Linked DNA regions of Sus scrofa: regions 1 and 3 are each linked to region 2. The links are chromatin contacts, called in public HiChIP or PLAC-seq and promoter capture Hi-C maps. All regions are on one chromosome and are shown on one strand. The core of a region is the stretch at or near the end of the contact, and the rest is flanking DNA. Distances in the headings are between cores, read along the strand shown. Region 1 overlaps PKD1 (polycystin 1, transient receptor potential channel interacting). Region 2 holds the start of TRAF7 (E3 ubiquitin-protein ligase TRAF7). Region 3 holds the start of TSC2 (tuberin).

Region 1 (4,008 bases), core at 853-3,352, 68 kb before region 2:
ACAGAAGAGGTAATAACTTAGGGGGAGGATGACGGGGGGTACGGGTTCCCTCCCCGCAGCCAGGGTCCTTAGCAAGGGGGAGATGTCTGCCCAGGAGGTGGGGCCGGGCACAGCCCGCTGTACCTGAGGACTCGGGAAATAAATTAGCGTCTCGGAGGCTGGGCACTCAGTCCAGTACTGCTGTGCCCTCCCACAGGGGACTGGGGAGGGGACCCTGGGTCTTCACTGGCCACGCGGCCATTAAAGTGCTGAAGCCCACAGAGGTGCAGACGGGGCTGCCTGCTCTGGTGGGACCTGCGTGCAGCCGTTCTGCCTGGCCCCAGGCCTCCAGGGTGGCAGAAGGTAGTAATACTGAGCGGTGTCGGCTCTGGCTCCGAGGGGCCAGAGTGGAAGCCACAGACCCAGCCCAGGGAAGAGGCATGAGCCCAGGCCCCCCTGGGGCTAAGTGCTGCTGGGGTGGATTTTGTTTTTGGCCAGTAGGGATGCCCTGCTGGCGCCCGTAGCCAGGCCCGTGCCTCTGCTGGCCCGGGCGAGGCGGCTGGGCAAGACTGGCAGTGGGCCTGGGGAAGGCCCGGGGGCTGGTGAAGCTGGGGGCTCACGGCTCCTGCGGCCACGCAGGCTCTGCAGCCGCCGCTCCAGCTGGTAGACGTCCTCCGTGGCCTGGTTGAGTCGGTCAAACTGGGCAAGAAGGGCCTCAAACACGGCTTGGAGGCGGGAGGGCTCGGGCTCGGGCTCCGGCTCCCCTCGGGCCCCCGGCCGGCCCAGGCCCCCACTCAGCCCATCCAGCTGGCTGGAGGAGGTGGAGGGGCGAGAGGCATCAGACCCTCCACTGGGCGGTGGCACGTCCGGAGAAGACTTGGAGCCCCGGGACGAGCGGGAGGGCAGTGGCTCCACCCCTTCAAAGCGGACTTTGTGGCGGAACTGGGGGCGGCACAGGGGCTCGGTCAGTCCGGCTGCACCCTGGGCTCCACTGGGCCCAGGGTGCGTCCCTCTCCCCCCCACTGGGCCGTACCCACCTCCTTGACCTTGCTGAAGCCCATCCAGAGGCGCAGCCTGCGTAAGAACAGTTCCACCATCTCATAATCCTGGGGCTCCCACGCTGGGCGGTAGAGCTCCCCGCGCAAAGCGTGGTACCGCCACCGCAGGAGGATGGCACCCAGCCTCAGGGCGCCCCACAGCCGCAGGGCCCAGAGCCCTGTGCACAGCAAGGGGGACAGACGCCAGGACTCGTCCGGACACAGGGCAGGACCCCCGGCCCCAGGGCACAGCACCAAAAGGGCCCGGGCGGCACTCCGAAGCGAGTCCACACAGGAGGAGACCAGCTGGGGGAAAGACGGCACGAGTGACAGGCAGCCCGGGGCTAAAGGCCCCTCTGATGGCCTCCCCCTGCCAGGACCTACCAGAAAAGCCAGTTGCACGTAGGCCACAGCGAGCACCACCAGACCTATGGCTGCACCCACGAGCTCTGGCAGGGCCCGGCACAGCGTCTTGCCGAAAATGGACCACTGGCGCACAAAGCGCAGCTGCTGGGCTGCCTGTGGGCAAAGGGCATCAGTGGCCCAACCTTACCCAGAAGCACCCTCCCGGGTCCACCGGCCCAGCTCTCACCTTGACCAAGAGCAGGAAAAGCAGTGAGGCAGCCAGGCCGTGGGCCACCGCACTCAGCTGGGCCACCTGCTCAAAACTGGTGAAGTGGTGCGGGCGGCGGCGCAGGAAGCGGGTCCATTGGTTGTCAGCGGCGCCCAGCTGCGCCAGGCGCACCAGCGCAGCGGCCGCTGTCAGTGCCACCAGCAGCCACCGCGCCCAGGTCCCAGGCCTCCTGGCACGCACACGCCCCTCTCTACGCCAGGAGCGCACCTCAGCCACAGCAAAGTACATCGCGAACAGCAGCAGGCCCACCTGCAGAGGACCGGGGCGCAGCCACAGTGGGGCGGGGTCAGGGCCGGACAAGGGTGGGCAGGGCCGCGCGGGGCAGAACAGACTGGAGTCGGGGGTACAGCAAGGGGGTGTCAGAGCCGGCTGAGGCCACCAGGGGGCACAGACGGGGCTGGGGTGGGCGGAGCAGCGCAAGGGTGGAGTCAGGGCCTGTGGGCGGTGGTGCCCGAGCTGGATCGGGAGGGGCCGCGCTGCGGTGGGCGGAGCCACGCAGGGCAGGGTCAGGCTGGGCGGGGCAGCGGAGCACTGTCAGGGCCCGGCCTGGGCCACGAGGGCAGTGTGGGGGGTGAAGTAAGGGCCTGTGCAGTGTGGGCAGGGCAGCCTGAGGGCGCAGAGCCCGGTTGGACGGGGTCATGTGGAGGCGGGTCGGGCTGGGGTGGGCGGTGGCCGCAGAGGGCAGGGTCAGGCTGGCTGTGTGGGGAAGCGTGGGGGTGGAGTCAGGGCCTGTGGGGGCGGTGTCAGAGCCGAGGTGGGCGGGGCCACGAGAGGGAGGGACTGGTTTGGGGCGGGCGGGGCAGGGAGAAGGTGGAGTCAGGGCCTGGGGGGCGGTGTCAGAGCCGAGGTGGGCGGGGCCAAGCCGGGTGGGGCGGGGCCACGAGAGGGAGGGACTGGCCTGGGGTGGGCGGGGCAGGGAAAGGGTGGAGTCAGGATCTGTGGGGGGTGGTGTCAGCACAGGGCGGGGTCCGGCTGGGCGGGGCAGTGGGCGGTATCAGAGCCAGGCCTTGGCCACGAGGGAGCGGGGTTGGGTGGAACCGTGAGGGGTGGCAGGACCTACCGAGGTGAGCAGTGGCATTGAGAGGCCAGCGCTGAGGCGGCGCAGCGCAAACGGGCGGACACTGACGGCCGTCACGGCTTGTCCGGCTGCAGGGAACTCGAGGCGTAGCGTGACAGCAGCGTGCAGCCCCACGGCTGGGCTGTACCGCGTGAGCTCCACGAACACCGCACGGCTCCTGCGCAGAGGGCACGGTGGGGCCGGAGTCCAAGCGGGTGGGAAGGGGTCAAGGCCGAGAGGGGAGGACCTGCGCCGCGGAGAAGCTGGGGGCCTTGGCAGAGGCAGGGGCTTGGGCAGCGGGTGGAGGAGGAGGGTGAGGTGCACTGGGGGGGTTCGTTGGGAACAGCAAGGCTGGGGCGTGGGCGTGCAGAGCACCCACCTGTTGTCGATCCAGTTGTGCAGCTGCAGGAAGCCCAGCTGCGCGCGGCTCTCCTCCAGGCTGGGGCCCAGCTCCTGCACGTAGCCCCCGCTGTCATACACGGCGCAGGACCCCCAGTACCAGACGCTGCCGGGAGGGGGCAGTGTCAGAGCGCTGCCCCGCAGGAACCCGGGAACAGGCGGGGCTCCGCGAGGAGCGCTCTCCCAACGCCCCAGGCACCCTGGCCCGCCCTCCCCGCTCACCCCAGCAGGTCCGGGGCAGAGTAGGCCCACGTCTTGGAGCCGTTGTGGGTAACGCTCCCCCAGCCAACGCCATAGTCGCTGGTGCTGAAGCCACCGGAGGCTGCCGAGCACGTGAGGGCCCCTGGGCCGGGAAGGTCCGAGCAGAGCGCTGAAAGCAGAAGGCCAGAGAATGAGCAGGACCAAACCAGGAGCACTGGCTGTTTACCTGCCCCCAGGGCTCAGCCCTGAGTGATGGCAGCGACCCTCCCAGCAGCCCAGAAGGTAGATGACACTGTCCCGGAGGCAGGGAGGTCACCCAAAGGCTTCTCTTTGGGAAAAAGCAGGGATAAGTGGCAGAGTGCCCCTCTCCCACTCACCTTCCTGCAGCCGCACCTGCCGCAGTCGTGGGGGCCCCAGCTCCGGTCGGGACTGGTTCCCGTGGATGTAGGGGAGCAGCACGTGGGACATCCAGGGCCAGAACTCATCAGACCTGCCCGTGCCAGACAGAGTCACATGCTCCATGCCTCAGCTCCCCGAACCCACTGGGGTCAGAGAACCAGCCAACAGGGGGCTGCCAGTGTTGCCCCAGGGGAGGCACGACCTGGCGCCTCAGCCTCGGCTTCCTGACACTTGTGGGGAGCTAATGCTGGGCGGGGGCTGCACGGGGCACACACGGTTTGGAGCAGTGTCTGTGGTCTACA
Region 2 (3,512 bases), core at 773-3,272:
TGGGGTGGTGACCTTGTCTGGCTGAGGAGCCAGGACACTGTGATTCTTGCGTCGTCCCAAACAAGAGAGTGCTCGAGGACAGGCTGACGGCATTAGAGGAAAGCTTAAGCGAAGACAGCCAGATAGTGTCAGCTTTGGGAGCGTCACAGGGCCTCAGTTCAAGTTGACAGACCCTCCATGGCCCTGTGCTTCCTGGTCCTGATGGCCAAGGTTACCCCGTACCCAGACCTCTGCATGCTTCCCAGGCCCACTTTTCTCAGCGCAAATGGGGAAGGTTTCCTGGGGCAAGTTAGTCAGCTGGGAAAAAACTCACTTGGGAGAAAAAGCAGAGGCTTTGGCTTTTAATGCCACCAACTGTTGACACCAAGGGCAAAAAAATGTTCTCCCCTTGCCCCAAATGCCACTCCTCTGCCAGGGGCGTTTGTCGGATTTTGGCAACTAGTTGGGCTGGAACAGTGGCCCAGAATGTCCAGGGACGGGCTGGACATACCAACTATGAGTGTTCAGTTGGGTAGCAGGTATGGTTTGCGAGGGTCTAAGTGTTGCTAGGAGACTGGTCCCCATTCCCAGGGGTGGGTCCAGAGACTAGGCCTGGTCTACTGCCGATCACGAGGGACATGTCTACTTAGCCGAGGCTTAAGGGCTAGCGGAAGTCTCCAAGTGGCTCGCAGGTGTAGTGGGGAATCCCACTGGTCTCTCCTGGAGCTCGCCTTAGCTGGGGAGTGGTCTATCCAGCTTTCCGGTCCAGAAACACAGACCAATGTAGGGGTGGAGAGGTGACCGGTTATGGCCCTTTCCAAGGGGGCTGCAGTTGGGAGGAGGGGATCCCTCCTTCCAGTATGTGATTAGGGCCTGAGGTCCTGAGGCATATAGAGGTGTATCACCTTTCCACCTTTGGTTGTCCCGGGTTTTAGCCTCATTCTGGAAATGTGCCAGTGAGATGGCATATGCCTGAAGGGCAGATGTTTCTGGATCTCAGAGTGCCTCAGTGGCGAAAGCAAAGTATAGGATCTCAAGGGAGCTCTATCCTCCTATTCCTTGGGAGCAGGCGTCCTGTTTTGGACGATGATTAATGCCCTGTTCTGACTCACCCGGGTCTGGTTTCCGTTCCTAACACCAACAGGTGTGAGAGTGAAACACATGCGTTCCCATCAACTCACCACCTCTGCTTCACTGCTGAGCACTCTGGACAGACATGGACTCCCACCTTATTAACCAGGCCCCCATGGATGATTTGCCTCGCAGTCTTCTGCCAGGTCACCGATGTTCCTGAAAGACAGACAGCGCCCAAATGTAGACCGAAACCCAATTCTGCCAAGGCCTGTTTTCACCCCCAGGTCTTTTAAGGGCGCTCACCCTGAAGCCTCAGTCTTGCAAAAATAATCAGACTGCACGTGCAGCTTTCATACGAGGTGTCAGAAGTCAAAGCAATTCATCATAGGCTCAGAGCTGAAAGGAGTAAGCAGGCCCAGCCCAGCCTTACCTGTAGGGAGAAGTACCGCTGGAGGTTCGGGACAGAACTGGGAAGTGGGGGCAGGAACGTATAGAATGCTGAGGGCCACGGAGGAGCTCAGACGGAGGCTGGACCTGGGGGCTAGGTCGGCCGGCGGGTTTAGGCCACCTCCGCGGCCCACCTCGGGCCCAGGTCCTCCCGGGACCGTGGTGCACAGAGGTAGGAAGAATGAGCACACCGATCTCTTCCTTGATTCCGAAAGAATGCGAGGGTGCGAGGCTCAAGCTTTTATAGAAACTGCCTCACCTCTGCGATTGGGCAAGCCGGGCGGAAGTATTTGCCCTCCTCACCGCTGATACGCTCCGCTCTCTACTCCCCGGTCTCTACCAATCGCGCCTTGGCATTTCTTTTGGGGGCGGTCTCCTGGACCTGACAGCCGAAACTCCACCCTTTTGCAGAGGCCATTGAACCCAACTGTGAACGACGGATGTACAAAACCAATCAGACTCCGATCTGCAACATAGAGTGATTCCGAAGTCACCAATCCGGCTCTGCGACGTCAGAGCCCGCCGGAAGTCATAGTTTCTTAAGAACCTCCCGTAAGGCTGCCGCCGCGGGTCCCGGGAGCCAGGGAACTACGAATCCCGGCGGGCGCAGCGCCAGAGCGCTTCCGGCTCGAGCGTCCAGTCCCTTTCCCGGACAGCGGCCGAGGGGCACGATGAAGCGGGAGGGTGGTGCTGCCGTTCTCGAGCGGCCACGGGCGGGTGAGTGTCTGCGCGGCGTACTGGGTCTGGGGCTCGCGCCTTGGGGCCGCGCGGTGGGGCCGGGGGAGAGGGCGTGTTGGGGGCCCGGGAAGGGGGGGGGGGTCGCGTTTGGGGGGCGGGGCTGAGGCCCGCCGGGATCTCCCTGTCTGTCCATCAGCTGGTCCGTCGCTCGCTCCCTTCCTCCATACTCTCCTTATTCATTCCTTCTTCCTGCCTTTACTGATCGCCGCCGGGTGCCCAGCACTGTTATAGGCGCCGGGAGACTACGGAGAGTGTGACCCTCGTTCTCTTAGGCTCTTAGGGTTTCTCTGAGCGCAGGGTTTCTCAGTCTCACCACTCTTGACACTTCGTGGCCATCATTCCCTTCCGTGCCTTGTAGAATGTTGAGCAGCGTCCCTGATCGCCACCTTCTAGAAACCAGTATCCTGTCCTTCTCAATGCGACAACCAAAAATGTCTCCAAACATTTCCATGCATTCCCCCTTTGAGAAGCAGGGATCTAGAAAGTGGGGGGGACTGACCATACACAGAGACAGTCCTGAGGGGTTGTGATAAGTGCCGCGAAAGAAAGAAACCTGGCGTTGAGAGAGTCCTGGGGGGCTCTTGAATGGCTTGGGGAGGGGGCGGTGCAGTGAGCAGTCTGTCTGGCCTGGGGAGTTTCTGGAAGGGCTTGCTGAGCAAAGGGAGCAAGAGATGCAAAGGCCTAGAGTGAGAAAGCTTGGCAGACACCAGCAAGGAGGGAGAGGTGAAGTCGGGGAGGCCTCACGGGGATTGTCCTGTGCTGACAAGGGAGGCTGTTGGGAGATCCAGCACAGGAGAGCGGCCATCAGGTCTAAGTCCAGTAAGAAGCCTCTGGTTGTGTGTGGAGGAGGCCCGCTGGCTTCAGTGGGGAAGTCGGTGAGAGTGAGGAGGCTGGGAAGAGGGGGGTGGGGCCCTCTCTCCAAGTCTGTTGACCTGGCCTGGTTGTCTTGAGCCAGGCCAGGGCCATCAGCTGGGGCCGAGTCTGGGGTCCTGCCGGATGGCACCCTGCCCTGGGAGGAGGGGAAGGGTGCCACTCAGCATCGCTGCGCCCCTTGCTCAGAGCCCTGTGCTGCCCAGCCCGTCAGCCCACCCTTCTCCGGTCGCCCCCCCCCCCAAGCACACGTAGGCCCTCTCACCTGGCTTGGGCCTTGGCCAAGTGCGTGGCCTCCCTCTTCCTCATTCCTTTCTTGCCCCCCCCCATCACAAATCCCCACTGGCACTGCTCTGGGCGTTCAGGTTTGCCCATGGAAGCCCCAGTCCCTGTGTCTCAAGGTG
Region 3 (4,043 bases), core at 1,265-3,764, 110 kb before region 2:
CTGGGCAGTGTAGGGATGGCAGTCCCTGACCCACCCTGGCCAAGGGGTGTGTGGCATCGGCCTGGGTCTGTTTCTCCACGTGTAACACAAGGGAAATGACAGCACCTGCTTCGCAAAATCCCCATGAGGTTTAAGGAATGACTACCGAGCTAAGAATCACACGTGGCAGGACGTCACTGCTCAGCGGCCTGGGCTGCCACAGTTACTGTCGCTTCACAAAGGACGCTACGGTCTGCCTTACAGACAGGCAACGGAGGTCCAAGTCACCGGGCAGCAGAGCTGGGATTAGAATCAGGTTGGTCTTGGGACCAGGCTCTGGGCCAGTGAGATGTAAGGATCTCTCTCAGCAAAGGTTACTGAACACCCTTGATGTCTGAGGCGCCAGCACAGCTGGCAGAAGGCAGAGCCCGGGGCCTCAAGGCACAAGTACCCCAACACAAGTACCCCTGAGTGGCCACAGCGAAGCAGGCGAGGCTGCCCAACGCGCCATACCCCGGGTGTGAGTCACCGCAGGGTGCTGCCAACAGGGGAGGCGGCCAGCCAGGTGTCAGGCTGTGCCCTGCTGGCGCCCTGAGAGGTGGCAGGTGCCTTGTTCCGAAGGGGGTCACCCGACAGATGGGTGTCTGCCTACCTTTGGGGGTGCACTGGGGTCGTAGCAGTGCTCAGCCCCCAGCTGGTCCACGGGTGCGTCCCTCCCACTCCGCATGGCCCGGATGTTCTCCAGCTGCTTCCGCCAGTCCGGAGGCTCCCAGCCTGGCGCCACGAGCGGCTCGGTCCCCTCTCCTTTCTCACCTCCTGGGGCCTCATAGGCCACTTTGAGCCTTTGGGTCTTCTGTGGATGCTTCACGGGGCTGCAGCTTTTCCTTCCTTCTGCAAAAAGTGCCAGTGGGTCTCTTCAGAGAGGCTCCAGGTGAGGCGAAGGTCTGGGGCTGCCCCACCTGCCATCTCTTCCCTCGCAGCTCATTTAACCACGAGCATCCTCTACAACAGCCAGGGTGCCCTGGCCTCTGCGGCAGGGACTCCAGGCCGGGTCCGCCACCCTGCGGGCTGTGACAGGCGCTGGGTTCTGGTCTTTTCCATCCCCCTCACCCTCGTCTTGTTCAAGAAAGTTCTCCCCTTCCCATCAGCAGTACGCTAGGGTATTCCACTTGGCTCCTGTGACCCAAGGCCACTTTAGTGCACGAGGCCTTCCCCACGGTGCCCCCAAGCTGGCCTACACTGTCAGAGAGAACGTTCTAAAATCCACATCGAGGAGTTCCCGTCGTGGCGCAGTGGTTAACAAATCTGACTAGGAACCATGAGGTTGCGGGTTCGATCCCTGGCCTTGCTCAGTGGGTTAAGGATCTGGTGTTGCCGTGAACCGTGGTGTAGGTCGCAGAAGTGGCTTGGATCTGGCGTTGCTGTGACTGTGGTGTAGGCCAGTAGCTACACCTCCGATTAGACCCCTAGCCTGGGAACCTCCACGTGCCGCGGGAGCGGCCCTACAAAAGGCAAAAAGTCAAACAGTCAAAAAAAAAAAAAAAAGTCCACATTGAATGGTGTCACTTCCTGTTTAAAAATTCTCATTGGTTTTTTTTCCTGTACTCATGATGAACTCCAAACTCTGTCCTGGCACCAAGCTTCTGCCCCTCTGCCTGGCATCACCGCATGCCCGTGCCCCCTGCAATGCTTATATATGTCATCTTGTCTGGATTACTCCTGGGGTCTCCGGGTGTCTGTGGGAGTCCCCCTCTGGCCAATCCTGCAGATATCCAGGCAGGACAAGTGGCAGAGGCCCTGTCACTCTCACCCACCGCTGAGTCCCACGCTTGGCCCAAAGGACGTCCTTAATAAGAACTTGTGTGATTCTGTAACAACCGTGTAAACAACGAGGGCCATGCTATTTCCGGCAACCTCTAGCAGGGGGAGAAAACTGGCTGGGAGCATCCTGGGCACTCGGCTTGAGCTGGAAGCGGCTATGAGACAGGGCCGGTTCGCCTCGCCATTGGCCTGGCACAAGTGGAATACCTTAGGGCATGCTAGCTGGGAAGGGGAGAACTTTCTTGAAGAGGACGAGGGCGGGGGGAAGGTAGGAACGCCAGGAACCCAGCGCCTGTCTCTTGGGAAGCGGGAGCAGGGCAGAAACGGGGCCCCACGTGGGGCCCGGGAGCTCGCCGGCGGCTGCCATGCGCCAGTCCGCGCGGCGCTGAACCCTAGGTGCGGCCGTGGACCCCGGCTCCCAGTCCGTCTGGCCCCCTCATCTGCCTCTCCTCCTGTGCCCCAGCCCGGGAGCAGCGCTACCTGCAGCCGCCTCTCCCATCCGGAGCCGCACGGCGTCCTCCCCAACCCCCCGCGGCCCGGCCACGGGTCCCCGGCTGCGGCTGCGGGTCACCATCCTCACGCCCACCGCCTTCATGCCGGACTCCTGCGGACTACACATCCCAGCAGCCCCTGCGGCCCCCCTTCCGTCCTGGACTCTCGCCAGGCTTTTCACCCGAGCCCGGCCCAGAACTACGACTCCCAGCAAGCCCCGCGGAGGCCCGCGGCACCCTCCCGCTGCCGGAAGTGCGGGTCTCGCTTCCGGCGACAGCTTGGGGCGTGGGGGTGTGTTGGGTTCTCCGTGCCGGGGCTGCCCGGCGCGCGGAGGGAGCGCCGAGTGGTGAGTGGCTCGCGGCCTCCCGTCCGCTGGTGCCAGCTCTGACCGGGCGGCGGGGGGGTGGCTGGCCCCGAGGAGGCAGCTGGGAGGGCCGCCTCTCCGGGCCTGCTCGGTGCTGAGGCGGCGGGGGCGGACCCCGCAGGGTCCGGCCCGGCCCTCGGCAGCGCCCACCGCAGCTTGCGCCTGGAGCTCCAAGTGTTCCTTGGTTTTCAGTCATGGCGGGTGCGACGGGGGTCTCTGTTGTCGGCGTCCCCTAGCAGTCCTCCCTCACGTGGGGAGAAGAAAAATGGCAAACGTCAGGGCTCCCTGGACCCCACGGCGGCCGCCCCCGCCCCCAGTTCCCCTCGCTCACTCGGTGCACCGAGTTGGGCGGCGCGGGCCGGCCGCCTGGCATTTCCCAGGTCCCTTTCTGTGCGGCGACCGGGCTGTAGTTGAGGCCTCCCAGGGCCTGTGGGTGGAAAGGCCGTGCCCACCTGGGACCTGGGCCTCCCGGGCGGCTGGAGGTCCGCAGCGGGACAGGTAGGTGGAGATGTCGCTGAGGCCTCCGTGCGCCATTCTCCCCACAGAGGAGGCCTCTGGTGCGTCCCTGCCCAGCATGGCCAAGCCGACTGGCAAAGATTCAGGCCTGAAGGAGAAGTTCAAGATTCTCCTGGGACTGGGCACTTCAAGGCCAAACCCCCGGTCCGCAGAGGGCAAACAGACGGAGTTTATCATCACGGCGGAAATCCTGAGAGTGAGTGAGCTGCCTGTATCTTCTCTGCTAGCTTCGTGGGCGGTGCAGGCGAAGGTGGGGTGGGTCTGTCACCAGGGCCTGTGATGACCATCTGTGGGGTTGGCTGTCCCCAGGAACACGGTGACGTGCATCTCGCTCTGGAGACTAAGGAGGTCATTCTTGGTGACTTGGTGCAGCTTGGTCGAGTTTTATTAAAAGGTTGATGTGAGCGAATCTGTTTTGCTGCATCTGACCCAAGCACTAGAGTGGCCACCGGTGATGAGGGTTATGGCCAGATGTGTTTTGTTTTGTTTTTTTGTTTTTTAGGGCTGCAGCTGTGGCATATGGAAGTTTCCAAGCTAGGGGTGGAATTGTAGCTACAGCTGCCGGCCTGCACCGCAGCCGAAGCCGTGCCAGATTTGAGCAGCATCTGCGACCTATACCACAGCTCGTGGCAACCCTAGATCCTTAACCCACTGAGCGAGGCCAGGGATTGAACCCAAGTCCTCATAGATACTAATTGGATTTGTTTCTGCTGTGCTACAATGGGAATTCCTGGCCCCGTGTTAACTGGTAATCAGTGAGTTCCTGGGAGTGGTTAAGTCTTCACTCTTTTGCCGGGGTTGTAATCGCCCTACGGCATGCCTATGTGGCGCTTTGCCCATTAACAGCATTGGATTTTTGCACTTGTAAAGT

The links. Promoter capture Hi-C pulls out the DNA fragments that hold promoters and counts their contacts. HiChIP or PLAC-seq counts read pairs in DNA pulled down with a chosen protein or histone mark.
Region 1: a promoter capture Hi-C map of fetal liver shows a contact between it and region 2, with 2.0 times the contacts expected there. The contact joins the enhancer-like site here to the promoter of TRAF7 in region 2. A contact is called at or near these places in 3 of 5 promoter capture datasets (fetal liver, fetal skeletal muscle and liver), 5 of 47 Hi-C or Micro-C datasets (embryonic fibroblasts, fetal liver, fetal skeletal muscle and 2 more) and 2 of 2 datasets of contacts at active chromatin or transcription factors (alveolar macrophages and skeletal muscle).
Region 3: an H3K27ac HiChIP or PLAC-seq map of skeletal muscle shows a contact between it and region 2. The contact joins the promoter of TSC2 here to the promoter of TRAF7 in region 2. A contact is called at or near these places in 2 of 5 promoter capture datasets (fetal liver and liver) and 2 of 2 datasets of contacts at active chromatin or transcription factors (alveolar macrophages and skeletal muscle).

Annotation. Positions count from the first base shown.
Region 1 is chr3:39,894,830-39,898,837 of Sscrofa11.1, reverse strand. PKD1 (polycystin 1, transient receptor potential channel interacting) reads right to left here. Exons shown (of 46, transcript NM_001246202.1): 39 at 3,685-3,797; 40 at 3,329-3,476; 41 at 3,087-3,212; 42 at 2,711-2,885; 43 at 1,609-1,899; 44 at 1,401-1,535; 45 at 1,017-1,322; 46 at 1-921. The coding sequence ends at 442. Among named protein-coding and RNA genes, the nearest start is that of TSC2, 39 kb to the left of the region's middle. Within about 2 kb of position 2,102, at least 36 of the 83 cell types and tissues checked have an H3K27ac peak or open chromatin away from gene starts, as enhancers often do. A contact at or near this core is called in alveolar macrophages, embryonic fibroblasts, fetal liver and 1 more, where this site is marked.
Region 2 is chr3:39,826,960-39,830,471 of Sscrofa11.1, reverse strand. It overlaps TRAF7 (E3 ubiquitin-protein ligase TRAF7), which reads left to right and starts at 2,022. Exons shown (of 21, transcript XM_003124733.4): 1 at 2,022-2,217.
Region 3 is chr3:39,934,050-39,938,092 of Sscrofa11.1, reverse strand. TSC2 (tuberin) reads left to right here and starts at 2,514. Exons shown (of 42, transcript XM_003354671.4): 1 at 2,514-2,638; 2 at 3,202-3,368. The coding sequence starts at 3,231. NTHL1 (endonuclease III-like protein 1) reads right to left here and starts at 2,474. Exons shown (of 7, transcript XM_021086781.1): 1 at 2,281-2,474; 2 at 632-870. The coding sequence starts at 2,419.